Regions from separate parts of the Sus scrofa genome. Here regions 1, 3 and 4 are each linked to region 2. Evidence: chromatin contacts called from public HiChIP or PLAC-seq and promoter capture Hi-C data. All regions are on one chromosome and are shown on one strand. The core of a region is the stretch at or near the end of the contact, and the rest is flanking DNA. Distances in the headings are between cores, read along the strand shown. Region 1 holds the start of TTC37 (tetratricopeptide repeat protein 37). Region 2 holds the start of RIOK2 (serine/threonine-protein kinase RIO2). Region 3 holds the start of RGMB (RGM domain family member B). Region 4 overlaps RGMB (RGM domain family member B).

Evidence for each region. Promoter capture Hi-C pulls out the DNA fragments that hold promoters and counts their contacts. HiChIP or PLAC-seq counts read pairs in DNA pulled down with a chosen protein or histone mark.
Region 1: a promoter capture Hi-C map of liver shows a contact between it and region 2, with 13 times the contacts expected there. The contact joins the promoter of TTC37 here to the promoter of RIOK2 in region 2. A contact is called at or near these places in 1 of 5 promoter capture datasets (liver) and 1 of 47 Hi-C or Micro-C datasets (skeletal muscle).
Region 3: an H3K27ac HiChIP or PLAC-seq map of alveolar macrophages shows a contact between it and region 2, with 5 times the contacts expected there. The contact joins the promoter of RGMB here to the promoter of RIOK2 in region 2. A contact is called at or near these places in 6 of 47 Hi-C or Micro-C datasets (embryonic fibroblasts, epiblast stem cells, fibroblasts and 3 more) and 2 of 2 datasets of contacts at active chromatin or transcription factors (alveolar macrophages and skeletal muscle).
Region 4: an H3K27ac HiChIP or PLAC-seq map of skeletal muscle shows a contact between it and region 2. The contact joins the enhancer-like site here to the promoter of RIOK2 in region 2. A contact is called at or near these places in 7 of 47 Hi-C or Micro-C datasets (embryonic fibroblasts, epiblast stem cells, fetal skeletal muscle and 3 more) and 2 of 2 datasets of contacts at active chromatin or transcription factors (alveolar macrophages and skeletal muscle).

Annotation. Positions count from the first base shown.
Region 1 is chr2:102,162,391-102,165,704 of Sscrofa11.1, reverse strand. TTC37 (tetratricopeptide repeat protein 37) reads left to right here and starts at 1,685. Exons shown (of 43, transcript XM_021084546.1): 1 at 1,685-1,809; 2 at 2,298-2,437. ARSK (arylsulfatase K) reads right to left here and starts at 1,616. Exons shown (of 8, transcript XM_003354206.5): 1 at 1,346-1,616. The coding sequence starts at 1,483.
Region 2 is chr2:103,822,094-103,825,276 of Sscrofa11.1, reverse strand. It overlaps RIOK2 (serine/threonine-protein kinase RIO2), which reads left to right and starts at 1,711. Exons shown (of 16, transcript XM_021085153.1): 1 at 1,711-1,880. The coding sequence starts at 1,815. It overlaps LOC106509506 (a long non-coding RNA gene), which reads right to left and starts at 1,462. Exons shown (of 7, transcript XR_002342063.1): 1 at 945-1,462.
Region 3 is chr2:105,041,093-105,044,299 of Sscrofa11.1, reverse strand. RGMB (RGM domain family member B) reads right to left here and starts at 1,821. Exons shown (of 6, transcript XM_003480881.4): 1 at 1,420-1,821; 2 at 378-453. The coding sequence starts at 382. LOC106509507 (a long non-coding RNA gene) reads left to right here. Exons shown (of 3, transcript XR_001307107.2): 3 at 1-102.
Region 4 is chr2:105,059,209-105,062,425 of Sscrofa11.1, reverse strand. All of the region lies in intron 5 of RGMB (RGM domain family member B), which reads right to left. Among named protein-coding and RNA genes, the nearest start is that of RGMB, 18 kb to the right of the region's middle. Within about 2 kb of position 1,790, at least 31 of the 83 cell types and tissues checked have an H3K27ac peak or open chromatin away from gene starts, as enhancers often do. A contact at or near this core is called in epiblast stem cells, fetal skeletal muscle and skeletal muscle, where this site is marked.

The sequences.
Region 1 (3,314 bases), core at 436-2,935, 1.7 Mb after region 2:
AAAGTTTCTTTAGGGGGATAAAGGACTGATTGAGACAATGTTTATTGATTTATTATGTGCCAGGCACCGTGAAAGATCTAGAGATATGACGGTGAATAAAAACAGAGTCCCTGTCCTCATGAAGCTTACAGTCTAGTGGGGAAGGCAAAAAACATACTCATAAATAAACCAAGAATAATTACAAATTATTGTGATAGGTGTTTTGAAAAAAACCTAAGATACAGAATAAGAAGGGAGACCTACTTTCATAGAGTGAACTGGGGAGGCTTCTTTAGGAAGTGAGACCTAAAGAATGATAAAGATCAGCCATTCAAAATAATTTAAGGGGCATGTAAAGTGTTCTGCAAGACATACATGGGGATAACAATTAGGCAGCTAGATAAATGAGCCTGGATATTAGAAGAGATGTTTGGGTTGGAGATAATGCATAGTGGAATGGAATTGGGAATTAAAGAATTCTTCTTGGAAGGAGCAAAAAAAAAAAAGTCTTTCTTTTTTCTAAGTATCATTGACATTATAATTTTAGACATACGAGCATTGTGTTTCAGCAAGAAAGGATGAAACTGAGGTAATTGTTCATCTTTTGATAAACCTCTTTTAATACAAATATGGGGCTTTCAGAAATATCCCTTTAAAGTTTCTTATCAAAGGAATATTGATAGACTATAAAAGACTGGAGTCCTTTTTTCTTTTTTAAGCTGTGTGTTCCAACTTTGCCTTTAAAGATAAGAAAATTAGACTTTCTATTTCCCCTCCCCCAAAATGTGTCTTTTTGATTATCACATCTTGGTGGTGTGAATTGGTGTCTGATTGTGGTTTTGACTTGCATTTCCCTAATGATTTTATATGTTGATCCTATATCCTATAGCTTTGCTAGACTTATTGGTTCTAAAAGTTTGGTGTGGATTCCCTAGGATTTTCTTTGTACAAGATCGTTACCTATAAATAGAAAACTTCATACTTTATGACGTTGATCACTGACTGGAAAGCTAACAGGCTTTTATGATGATGCAGAAAGTTATTTTCCCCCACAACTGAATCAAGCGGGTGTATGGATGGAAAGTTTACTAGTGGTAAGATAATTTAGTGGGTCGTAGCCAGCAATTAAAACTTTTTTTGTAAAGATGCTAATCGGAGTGCGTTTTATTTACTGTGTTATATGCATATTTATGTGGTGCACGTACTTTGTGTACGGGGCCTCAAAACGTTTCTTACTTTGCATCGGGGTATAAAGCTTGTTTGAAAGTCTCAGATTCTGCTCCCCAAAGCCTGCAGCACAGGAAGGGCTGTGGGCCGGTGGAGGGAGTGTAGCGTGGCACCCCCTCCCCTGCCTCTCGGTACTTACGAAGGAGTCGCTCACGACTAGCACCACGTTAGGCGCATCTGGCCAAGCCTGAACTGCTCCCTGCCTCAGCCCACCTGCCCCAGGAACTGGTGCTGCCAGGGCCGAGGTGGCAACCACCGACACCCACAGCAGCAGCATTTCAGCGCGCTGTTCTGAGAGCGGGGCCGCTGGGTCCGCCCCTGCCTCTGGGAACTCGCTTGGGTGAGGACGAGGGCGGGGATCCCATAGAGCGCAGTTCGGCTTCCTCCAAGCTTCATTGGCAGAACTACAACTCCCATCAGGCTTGGAATGAGCACATGCGCAAAGTAGGTGTTCCCTTATTCCCCCCCAACTCACGTTAAGACCTTTTAATCAAACACTGAGCGAACCGAAATCCAGCTACTTCCAGTCACATGAGCCATGCCTGGGAAGTGCGCCTGCGCTCTGGCTCCACACAGAGCTTCTGTAGGAGAATCATTGCCCAGGTGGGTTTTGGTTGATCTAGCTTTCTGCAGAGTTGGCTACTGTAGGCAATTGAAATGATACCTACAGAGAGAAAGGGACAGGTGCCGAGGCTGCTCTTTTTGCGCGGAGCAATCATGACAGAGTGTTAGGTGAGACCGTGAACGGGGCGATGATGAGGTGGCGGTCACTTAAATTGGATTGGGTGGTTCTTTGTGGGGCCTCTGTCTGGACCGCCTAAGCTACCATATGGCCACTCTGTGGTCCCCTCGAATACCTTCCTCTCAAGCATATTTATAGATTGCCTCATCCTATTTCCCGCTTTGCTCGTACGGTAAGGATTTATTATGCTCCGTTGAAGTGAGGAGCGGGGCCTAGTAAGAAAAGTTTCGGCTCTAGGTGGGGATAAGCTTGGGTGCGCCTTGCCTTCAGAGTGCAAAGGAGGGAAGCTGAACGGGTTTTCGGGGGAAGAAATGTTGGGCTATGTGACGTGTTCGATTAACTGACGTAGGTTCAGAATTCCATTGTTTTGCTGCCGTGGTTTTGAAGAAATCACTGGTCCTTTTGACTCTTGGACTTCTTTGGAGAAATCTGGAAGAAGCAAATTTATGTCCCAGAGCCAAATTCCTGATTTCATTATTACAGTTTCAGGTATGTAATTAGTGTGTCCTGTTTGTCGTTTTAATGTTTTGACAAGAAAAGGAGGAATCGTAGTGTTTATTTACATAAAGTCAACTTTTAATGCTAATATCTGACTTTTTTGCGTAAAATAATTGGAAAAAGGGACAGAAGTTATTTAATACTCACATGACACTTATTATGTGCTGATCATTATACCGAGCATTTATTGAGTACTTAATGTGTGCATGGTACTTGTACATGGAATATTTTGTGTAATCCTCATTTTCACCATTTTTTTTTTTTCAGATAGGAAAACTGAGACTTGGACAGGTTAAATGACTTGTCCAAGGTTACACGGGGAGCCATTCTGAGTAGGAGTTGAATTTGAGTAGTCCATGCCCTAACTTATTGCAGTGGTCTGTCTCTGATTGCAAAATGTCATGGCATTCTAGAGAACTTACTCTCTGTTAGCCAAGTAGCCTTGTTAATAAAGCAGATCTGTGGGAGCATACAAGTATATGTAAAAGGAACTCACATTCTAGGGGAAAAAAGTGAAGTAATAATACAGCCTGAAAGGTAATACGCATAGGCTCTTTCATGAACAGGATGTTTCAAATATCTGTTTTGAGTTAATTTGGACTCTAAAACACATTTTCCCATAGAGACAGTGTTGACTGACATTTAGATTCATAAAAAATATATTTAATTTTAGCTATGGTGTAGTATTGATTTTGTAAATTGTTTACTCTCTGACCTTGTTTTCACAGGCTGTGTATTCTGAATTCCTGGTCAGGATGACAGAGACACATCTTTTTGCTCCTCTCTCTCCCCTCGGCAGTGTCAGTGGGAGCACATGCTCAGTGGGTTGGAGCAAGGTGGTATTTTAGGGCCCCAGACATATTGTGTT
Region 2 (3,183 bases), core at 462-2,961:
GGAGAATACTGTGCATTTTTTAGTCATTATTAAGCATGTCATAATAGAGAATTCTAATTAGTACTTGAATCACTTTTACTCTTCAAGAGTCTGATTAAGAGGATTTTGTAGAAAATATACATTAATATTGAAAGTGTAAGATACTTGGGCTCAGTGTGATTAACCTCAGGGACTATGCCAGAACCACGATAGCAATTCCAGCCAAATCCAATGAATTAGTGGTGCTTGTCTGGAGCAGAGTTGACAAGGTAAGGTTTGCCAATAGATTAAGAAAAACTGCTAAATTGTTGGATTAGGAGTAAACACCCAAATGATCCTGTTTCCACTCCCATTCTTGCTCCAAAAGTGACTCACTTGATTTCCTTAAAAACTTTTCATTTCTCATGCCTTATGTGAATTACAGAAAGAAAAATTCCATTTCAATGAAGGGTTCTATTCATTGGTCATGGTTAATCAAAGGTTTACTGCATTCAGGTTAAAAAAGCAAAGGTTGTACTCAGAGGATAGAGGGTAGTTCTTTCTGTATTTTATGATTTAACAATATTAACTATTCTGACTGGAAGACTGAACAGATACAACTGCCTGTCTTAGAAGAATTCCAGTGCATGTTTTATGAAAGGGCTTGGACCCAACAACATACTCAGTAGGGCCTTGGAAAAGAAAAGTGCATGGGTCAGTGAAAAACAGGGGAAGGGGAAAGAAGGAACTCTGTAAACACTAATTTCCAAAGTTTAAGTAAAGTTTTGAGACTAGACCCTGAGAGACGCTAAATGGCAGTGATTGGAAATGCGGTCAAGCCTTAAGTGGCCCACAATCATCTTCGACCATATGCAGCACCCACACCTCTGGTGATAGGCAAACCAAAATAATTGTCTTTTAAAGGTTTAAAATATAGTTCGTGAAACGCGATATAAATGCAAATATTATTATACAAGTTTTGTTACCCTTGTTGTCGTAGGGAAAGTAGAGTACGCACTCTGTCGGGTGCAAGCTGTTTACTGTTCCGTTGCGCTTACATTTTTGTTGACGTAGGAACGAGTGCCAGGGCTGGTAAAACCCTTAAATGGGGACCTCAATAGCAAATCCGCGTAGGCCCGCTCCGAACCATCAAAATGCACACTTTTTCTGGAAAAGCGCGGGAGAAGCGCAGAGCACACAAGGGCCCCACCCAGCACTCCAGGACCCACCCCCAGCAAGCGCAGGCGCACTCGGTGTCTTAAGGACCAACTTGGACCACGTTCTGAGCTGATGTCGGAGCGTTCTCTAACCACGCGGGCCCCAGTCCTGGGCATGCGCAGTTAGACAAAGGTCTGCTCGTGTGGTTACTATTTTTATCTGACAGACCTGATTGTCAGGAGCCCAGCTCAGGTTCTTTTCCCCCCCTCTCTTAATGAAACTCATTTGACTAAAGCAGAAGTTGCTGTTAGGAGATAAAACCTGCTCCTCCCATTAAACCACTTCTCTGCTCTAAGCGGCGGATCGCGCACTTAAGGCAGTCGGTCCTGACAGATAAGGAAAACAAATGTCACTTAGTGGAGAGCACTTACAGTCGGAAGACTTAGTCCCATGACTAAACCACTTTACAAAAAAAATCCTCTAATTTTTTCCATACTATAAGCTTCATAAAGCCCAGAAGTAGTTCTATTGCTGCATGTCAGTGAGAATGGTACTTTTTAGTAACGAGGACCTGCTGCATAAGCAGCGCATGCGCGAGTCACCCGGCAGCTGTGTGGTGGCTGAGAAGCCTGAGTACCCGATTACTTTGCGTTCTCCGCTGGTTGTCCACAGGCTTCTGGCCTGGGTTTGGGGCCGTTATGGGGAAGGTGAATGTGGCCAAGTTGCGTTATATGAGCCGGGATGACTTCAGGGTCCTGACCGCGGTAAGAAGTTCGCCGTTTTCCTGTCTCCAACGTCCTTTTCCACCGCGTGTGCTCTTCCTCTTCTCCGAGTTTGCTGGGAGCTGTGCGCGCTTTAGGCCCTGGAAGGCGACGGAGGTTGGGAATGGGGAAAAGAAAACCACCGAGACGGAATTTTCAAAATCCTTCGCTCAGAATTTTTTCTCTTCCCCCAAGTAGAGCAGAGGCCCCTTTTTAAATTATTTCTTTCCTTTCTGCCCCACTTTTCCAGAGCCACACTCGAATCTCCGTGGCCTGGGCATCTCTGACCCAGGGCTTCTGACCAGCTGAGAAGGGTTTAAGGCTCTTGAAAAGAATTGACAGCACTGAGTTCTCTACTCACAGGCTCAGTCACATAGTGTTACCTCAGTTTCAATCAATTAACATACTCGTCGGGTTCTTAGTAATAGTTTTAGGGAATTCAACAAGGCAAGGGGAGCATATAATCAAGTAAACGAATAAACAGATAATATCAGATAACACGGGCTATAAGATGATAAAAAGGGTAAAGGAATAGAAACTCTGAGTGGTGGGGCCGGGACCAATGAATATTGTATTTAAATTGCTTAGTCAGAGAAAACTGTCTGAGTTCAAGAATCTTATTTTTTGACTGTTGTATCCAAAGTTTTAAGGCCTTTCTAAAAATTTCCCAGTTCTTGGTAGCTACAGAATAAATATTTGCTAAGTAAAGGAAAGGATGGGGGGTTAGGCCTGATAGCCGAATGAATGAAAAGGAGGCAGCCCAGGGAAGTCCTTGGAAAGAATTGAAGGCAGAGGAAACTCTAGTGGCAAGTTCAAAGATCCTGAGGCAAGAATGGTTTTTGAGAACGGAAAGGCCATAGTGAACAAGAAGCAGAATAGGTGGAAGTTAACCCGAAAAGATGAGAACTAGATCATGTGCTATAAATATATACCCATGCAGGCCTGGTAAAGAATTTGGACCATAGTCTTAAATGTAAGGGAGCCACTTATGTGTTTTGTTTGTTTTTGTTTTTAATGGCCCCAGGCCTATGGAAGCTCCCGGGCCAGGGGATTGAATCCAGCCACAGCTACTGCTACCCCACATCCTTTAATCTTTTGTGCCAGGCCAGGGAAAAAAACCCTCAGCTCCATAGCCACCCTAGCTGCTGCAGTCAGAATCTTAACCCACTGTGCCACCGAGGGAACTACAAGGGAATCACTGAAGTTTTAAGCAGGGAAGTAATACAAACTGACTTTATGGTCTTGGTCTTATAGTACAAAGATCAACACATAGATTAGGGATTTTCAGGGTAAATCACATTTATGT
Region 3 (3,207 bases), core at 572-3,071, 1.2 Mb before region 2:
ACCAGAATAGTACAATTAGAGGACATTGCAAAACATCCCATGGTACGAACATGCCAAATGGACAGAATTAAAACACATGCCAGAACATTAATGGATCGTAAACAAGATGTGGTTTCCTTTCCTGAACCTTTATGTGATATCTTAGTTGAATTCCTGTTAATATACAGAATCTCCATTTCCAGAAATCTAACACGTCGGTCTCTTAACAGATCACCGGGGTCAGAGGAGCCAAGAATCGCACCCGGGATTGAGATTTGTGCAACCCATTCTAGAGTAAAGTCTCCCTCGCTGCTCCCCAGCCCACCGTACGCAAAGCAGGGGCTGAAGTAGCTCGAGTCCGACAGCCCAGCAGCAAGCAGCTAGTGGATTGTACTTACATCATTCTTAACCCTTCCGCTCCTGGAGAGGACTTGGCAGTATCGAGGGGTGTCTGAGTTCCGTAACGCGCAGGACCTGGGTGTGAGAGAAGAGTCCCAGAGCTGGGGGTGAGCGCTGAGCCCCCAGAAAGAGAGGGCCCGGAGTGAGCGTAGAGCTCATCGCCCGAGCGTACACAACGGGCCCCAGTTATCCCTGCAGGCTTCTCTGTGGCTCGCACCGCTCAAAACGGCAGGTGCAAAAAGCATTTGGGAGTCGCTTGCCAGCGCGCGGAGGTAATGCGCTTCCTGTCCATTTATCTCAGGAAACCAGCGCAGCCTTCCCTTCCAAACAAAATTAACCTCTCATTAGCCAGCCACTCACTCCCGAGAAGGCCCTAAAAGCTTTACCAGCTCGCTAATGTATTTAGGCTTTTCTTCCAGGCAAACGCAGCCGGTGCCGCGACTGCTATCAGCCCCGGGGGTTCCTCTGGGTTCCCCTGGGAGCCGACTGCTTACTCGCCCCGGCCTCAAGTCGGGGAAACTCTGGCCAACCCAAATCCTAGTTTGTAGTAAAGGGCAGACCTGACACCTCTGAACCGACTTCATACCAGAAACAACTAAAACAAGTTTCCAGTAATTTCACGATCGCCCCTCATATCAAATCCTCAACTCCACTATCCTCAAGGAACCGGGAAGGGTATCCGGGAAGAATTTCAATAGCCAGCTGTCTCTGGGCGGTGGGCGTTAACTCTCCTTTGGAGCGCGAGCCCTGTTTGCAACCGGTGCTGGAAGCACTGATCAGGGGCATGGGGATAGTGATAGCTGGGATCTAGATGATTCTAAGAGTGGAGAATCAAATGTGGTTCTAGGTCTGCAAGTGGCAAGGAGGGGCCTTTTGCAGAGTTGGGATTTTCACACCCTGGCCCCCCGCCGCCCTGAGACTGGCAGATTTATACCACACAGGTGGACCGAGACCTAAACAAAATAGTCCCGGCCGCTGCCTGCTGCTCGCCCCCCACGTCCCCCTGGCCCACCGCAAACTTCAACAAAATAAACAACTCACCACAGGCATTCCCTTGTCTGCAGCGCGACGCTTGCCAGCTGGGAAAATAAGCCGCAAGCCACGCGGCCGGGGCGCTGAGGGAGGCAGCACGGCGCCCGCCTCTCTCCCCCAGGTGGGGGCAGCGGTAACCAGGGCAGAAGGGAGGCTCCGCCTCGGGGGCTGCTCTCCCGATTCTGCAACTGCTGAGAGAGCGCGGGGCGAGGGGCTGTGCCCTTCCAGCTGCCGGGATGTCTCTGTCGCCTAGGGGAGGGGGCGGGAGGCAAATCCCTCAATTCCGTCTTTCTCCAATCTGCTTTCTCTTCTCCCCGATTCCGAAGACCAAACCTAAGAACCTCTACCCCACCCCTCCAGCGTCACACCTCCCCCTGCCGGCACAACCCGGATCTTTCTGGCACCGCTGCAGAGTGGCGGGTAGCGGCGACCCAAAACCCCAGACTCCAGGTCCCGCTGGGCTTGCGCCTCTCTCATTCCCACCCCTCTAAGGCCTGCACAAAGAGGTCTTTCGCGTTGCCACCACCACCCTTTGCGCCGCTCTCCAGGCCGGCCGTGTTTACCCACCCGAGGCACCAATCTATTCCTCGTTGGTCACTATTCCTCGGTCAGGGCGGCAGCGAACGCGTGCAGGTTGTTCTGCTCTGCGCCTCGGAACAGGCACAAATGTGGTCCCTTGCCTCTCCTTCCACCACTTGCTCTAGCTCTCCACCGACGGCCACAAAATCACCCTTTCCTTTCCATAAGTGCTCCTTGAGGGTCTTCCGAGTATAGTTAAATGGGGGTGGGGGTGGGGGTGGTAAGGGGCTGCAATAGTCCTCTGGACATTCGCCGAAATAAGGAATCCAGCGACTTTTCCTGTCCATCTAAATGTGGCTTGAATTTACAGTTTAAGAAAACCCAGGATAACGATTTGGGAAATAGGAGGGGAGACAGGATTGAGGGAGACAGGACTGAGAGATACATCTAAGACACAGGTGAGCAAGTGTGGTATAAAAGAACAAGCCCACGCGACGTTCAAGGAAAGACGATCACTCGAATAAGAGTAGAAGGCGTGGAGGGCGAAAGAGAAGGGATTAGCTGATCTTCCAAAATGGAAAATAAGCATTCCAGGTATTCAGCGGTAGCTACTGTTCTATGCATTTAATGCCTGGTACGAGCAGGCTGCTTCTCTCTGTCTAGGCAGATAAATATTCAAGCGTCTTGACCTAGGTATTGAACTTTTCGCCTTAGAAGTTTCTCCGACCCTCTCCAGCTTTTCTTCACCATCTGCTGCCCCCACCCTTTATAGTTTCTCGATGTAAACGCTAGAGGCAGCATAGGGCAGCGTAAAGAGGGCGGAGTGGGAATCCAGCGAGGAGAGTCTAGTTCTGACTTTCTGGATAGGAGTCTTAAGCAACTGCTGTCTTTGACTTGGGGTCGCTACCAAAAAGGGTGTGTTAGGGCCAATGGCCTAATTCCTTATGGTTCTGAAATCCCATGACAAGAGATACCTCCTCACATCCTCTCTATAGGTTATCCTTTTCCCTTTTTAAGTATTTCCCCACCTTGTTTTATCTTCTCCAAACGGCAATCAAATTGAAAAAAAAAAAATACTAGTGATGTTTTGAGGTAAACATAAGATACATTGAAAAATGCTCTTTTTGCTACTTAGAATTTTAAAAATGATAAACCTCAGCTCCGGTGCACAGAAGCAAGGAATTTTAATGTCCCCACTTGCTTGCCTTTGAAAAGCCACTCCAGCAATCAGCAGAGCAGAGCTTTGATTTAGAATCTAAAGGCAAATCTCCTGTGTTT
Region 4 (3,217 bases), core at 541-3,040, 1.2 Mb before region 2:
TGAGTGCGGCCCAAAAAGACAAAAAAAAAAAAGAACTGAACATTTAGATCAAGAGACTCCATCTTTCGGATTAAGATGGGCCAGCAAACCAAACTGAGTCACAGAAATCAGCCTGAGACATAGGGAAACACAACTGACACATACCTAGTTAAAATTCTACTTGTGTTAAAGGAAGCTAAAATGAATTTTATTTCATATAACTGACTGATATGTCTGTCTACTTCCTCAAATCCTCTGGGTGCAATTACAGCTTGAAATAACAGGCGGCTGTGGGAGAGTTAAGAGAATGCCGTGCCCATGGCCCCTTTGCTCTTACACAGCTCAGTGGCCTACAGCCTCTGTGCTCAGTCCTCGAGACTGAGCAAAAAAGAAACCATTCCAGCAGGAACATGTGCTTCAAATAAAAAAAATACACATGTTGTATTTCCAGCTCTAAAACACCTAATCTTAACTTAAGAGGGTCAATTTTTCTAAACGTTGAGAAGTCTGAGCCTGGGAAGCTCTGAAGCATGGGAAGGAAGGAAGCGGAGGTCCTTGAAGACAACTACCTGCCTTCCAGAGTTTTCCCTGCACCCCCTCACCCCACCTGCTCCCCCCAGGGAAACCAGGATTGTATGTTTCCTGCACAAGGAGACCTCTGGATTGCTCTCCCTTTTGTGGAGCAGGAAACAAAAGAATACTCGTCTAGAGTAATTTTCTGTTTGAACGATTTCATGCAAAAACTTGGCGAGTACCACATTTAAGGAAAAAATGTGGGACAGGTTAATAACTGATGCCATTGATAATTTTCCTAAAACACTAAGAAAAAAAATTGACAGGAAGGTGTGAACTCAATGAACTGAATGTAATTTTACAATCACTACTCAGCCTACATATCAGCTGTCTCCCTACAGGAAGTCTGAACTTAATACTACAAAATACTTTCCTACAAAACTGTTTCCTTAAATAATTTCATTGGACTAGGACAAGACACTACCAGAAAGAGAGTAATCCGTGTGTTTAAGAGGAGGGTGGCAGGTTGAAAATCTTACTCCAGACTTCTTTTAGGGCTTGAAGGCGACTATAAAAATCTACTAAAGAGATTATTGAAATAGGTTTCTCTACCCTCATGAGTTTCTTTACACAGAGCTCTGTTCTAGGAGCACGGACAAGATTCCAGAGAAATGGAATGGATCAGACTTACTTATTCCTCAGTGTTGCCCTAGGTAATACATGCAGGAACAAGGGCTGCCTTGGCTGCTGGAGGGGTTCTTGGCAGCAGGTGGAGAAAGAAAAAACCAAACTAGAGGGGAAAGACACCCACAGCTGAGGCTGCTAGGGTGGTCCAGGGGAGAAGCATGGGGCTCAGCGGCTGGAAAGAGCATGTGAGAGAAGAAGGAAAGCAGGCCCAGGGATGACACCTAAAAGGGACTGGCAAAAAAATGTCGACTTCCAAAGGGCAATCTCTGTACACTTCAAATAAGGAGGGCTGGAAGCATAAATAGGCTCAGAAACAGGGAAATCGGCCAGCTTCCCTGTACAGACCAGAGCTACGACGACACTGGGCTGAGTTGGGGGAGGAAAGGCCTTTGGTCCTCACAGTCTTTGCCCTCAGAGAACTCCAAAGGGAAATTCCTGTCGGTTTGTTGTGTTTAGACTTTGCATTATGAGGAGGCCAGCAAATGTAGGAACTCTCTATGCTTCTACATGTCACGTTAAGCATGTATGGACAGTATTACAGGCCTAGGCTGCCACTGTGCTTTAGACCAGAGGCTAAAAATACTCTGAAAGGTGAGAGCCAGGGCTGGAGGCAGTAACTCTAGGGCAGGAATCTGCCCTAGCAGGTCCTGCTTTCAGGGATCTTCCTGAAATAGCGAGGAGGTGGGGGGGTGGGGGGTGGGCGCAGCGCCACAGATTCTCAGGCTCTAGCGGGACCTCTGGCAAAGGCTCTGGGCCTAGGTTCAGCGCAGCTGTTTCCCAAACCAATGGGGATTAGGAACTCAGAGCCTCTTTGATCATTTTTCAGTTTGGGGTGGTGGTTTGAAAAGCAAAAGGGCTTGAAGGTCTTCACCATACACTCACCCTCTGTTACTTTTAAGTCAAGTTCCCAGGACTATTAAAAAAAAAAAAAAAAAAAAAAAAGGAAAGCCCACTCAGGAACGAGGCAGTTAGAGACAGTGACCATATATTCCAAGAGGCCAGTTAACCAGAAATCTACGAAACAATGTCCTTCTGTCTTCACTTTCCTGAGACAGGGCGAGGGGAAGACACAGACATCACATAAACACACAAGTGCGTGCGTATGTTTGTACTCACACACACATTTAAATGGAAATTATACCCTGACCCCCAATCTCAGGAGCATATGCAGAGCAGATGAGAGGTTAGTGTTTAAAATGCTATCACATCAATTCTATCTCCAGTGTACAGACTTTGTTTCAACACTGAAAGAACCCCAGCAGAAATAGGCTCTAACCCCTAAAATAACCAGCTAACTGGGACGTACAGAACTCCTCTCTCCACAGACTCAATTTCATCTGAAGTTCCTTCTAAACTCAGCAGCATTGTTTTCACTGCAAGGGTGTTCTTTAAATTTTGTATCTTAGTTGTGTGTTGCTATCCTTGTTAGTTATCACTTACTGACAAGTTGAGCAGTTTAAGCTGTCCTAAAGTTACCCCACCCACAAAATTCAGAACAGTGGAAGAGCAAGTTCTACTGCAGTCAAAACAAACAAAGACAAAATGGGTAAGGTAGCCTTTTTCATTGTTCAACACCATAGGTAACTCTTTTTACACGCCACCACACATTCCACACAGGTAGAAACTGTTTGCTTTGCATTAATTGAAGCCAACAAAACAAAGGACCAACCACCCAATGTTTCCTTCGTGCCCCTTCCTCTCAAAATGTTGACTCAAAGAAAATTTAACAGGGCAGAGAGAGACATTTGGAAATGTGACAGGAAAACAAGTTCTAACTCTCAGCTGTGTATCTGACTTGGCCTCCTGCCTCTGGTTTAAACTAAGGAGGAGTGTGGATTTGCTTTAAAGTAGCAGAGGCCCACAGCACCCACATGGAATCCTGCCTGGCAGGTGTGGGTTAATTTCATTTACAAATGGGGGATTTTGAAGGTCCCCTTCATCCTTCCAAACCACATGTGGGTCAGAGAGAGTGGCACAGTCAGAGAGATGCAAAATATAAAACGCAGAAAATATCCAGACATGTATAAAATACATTTAT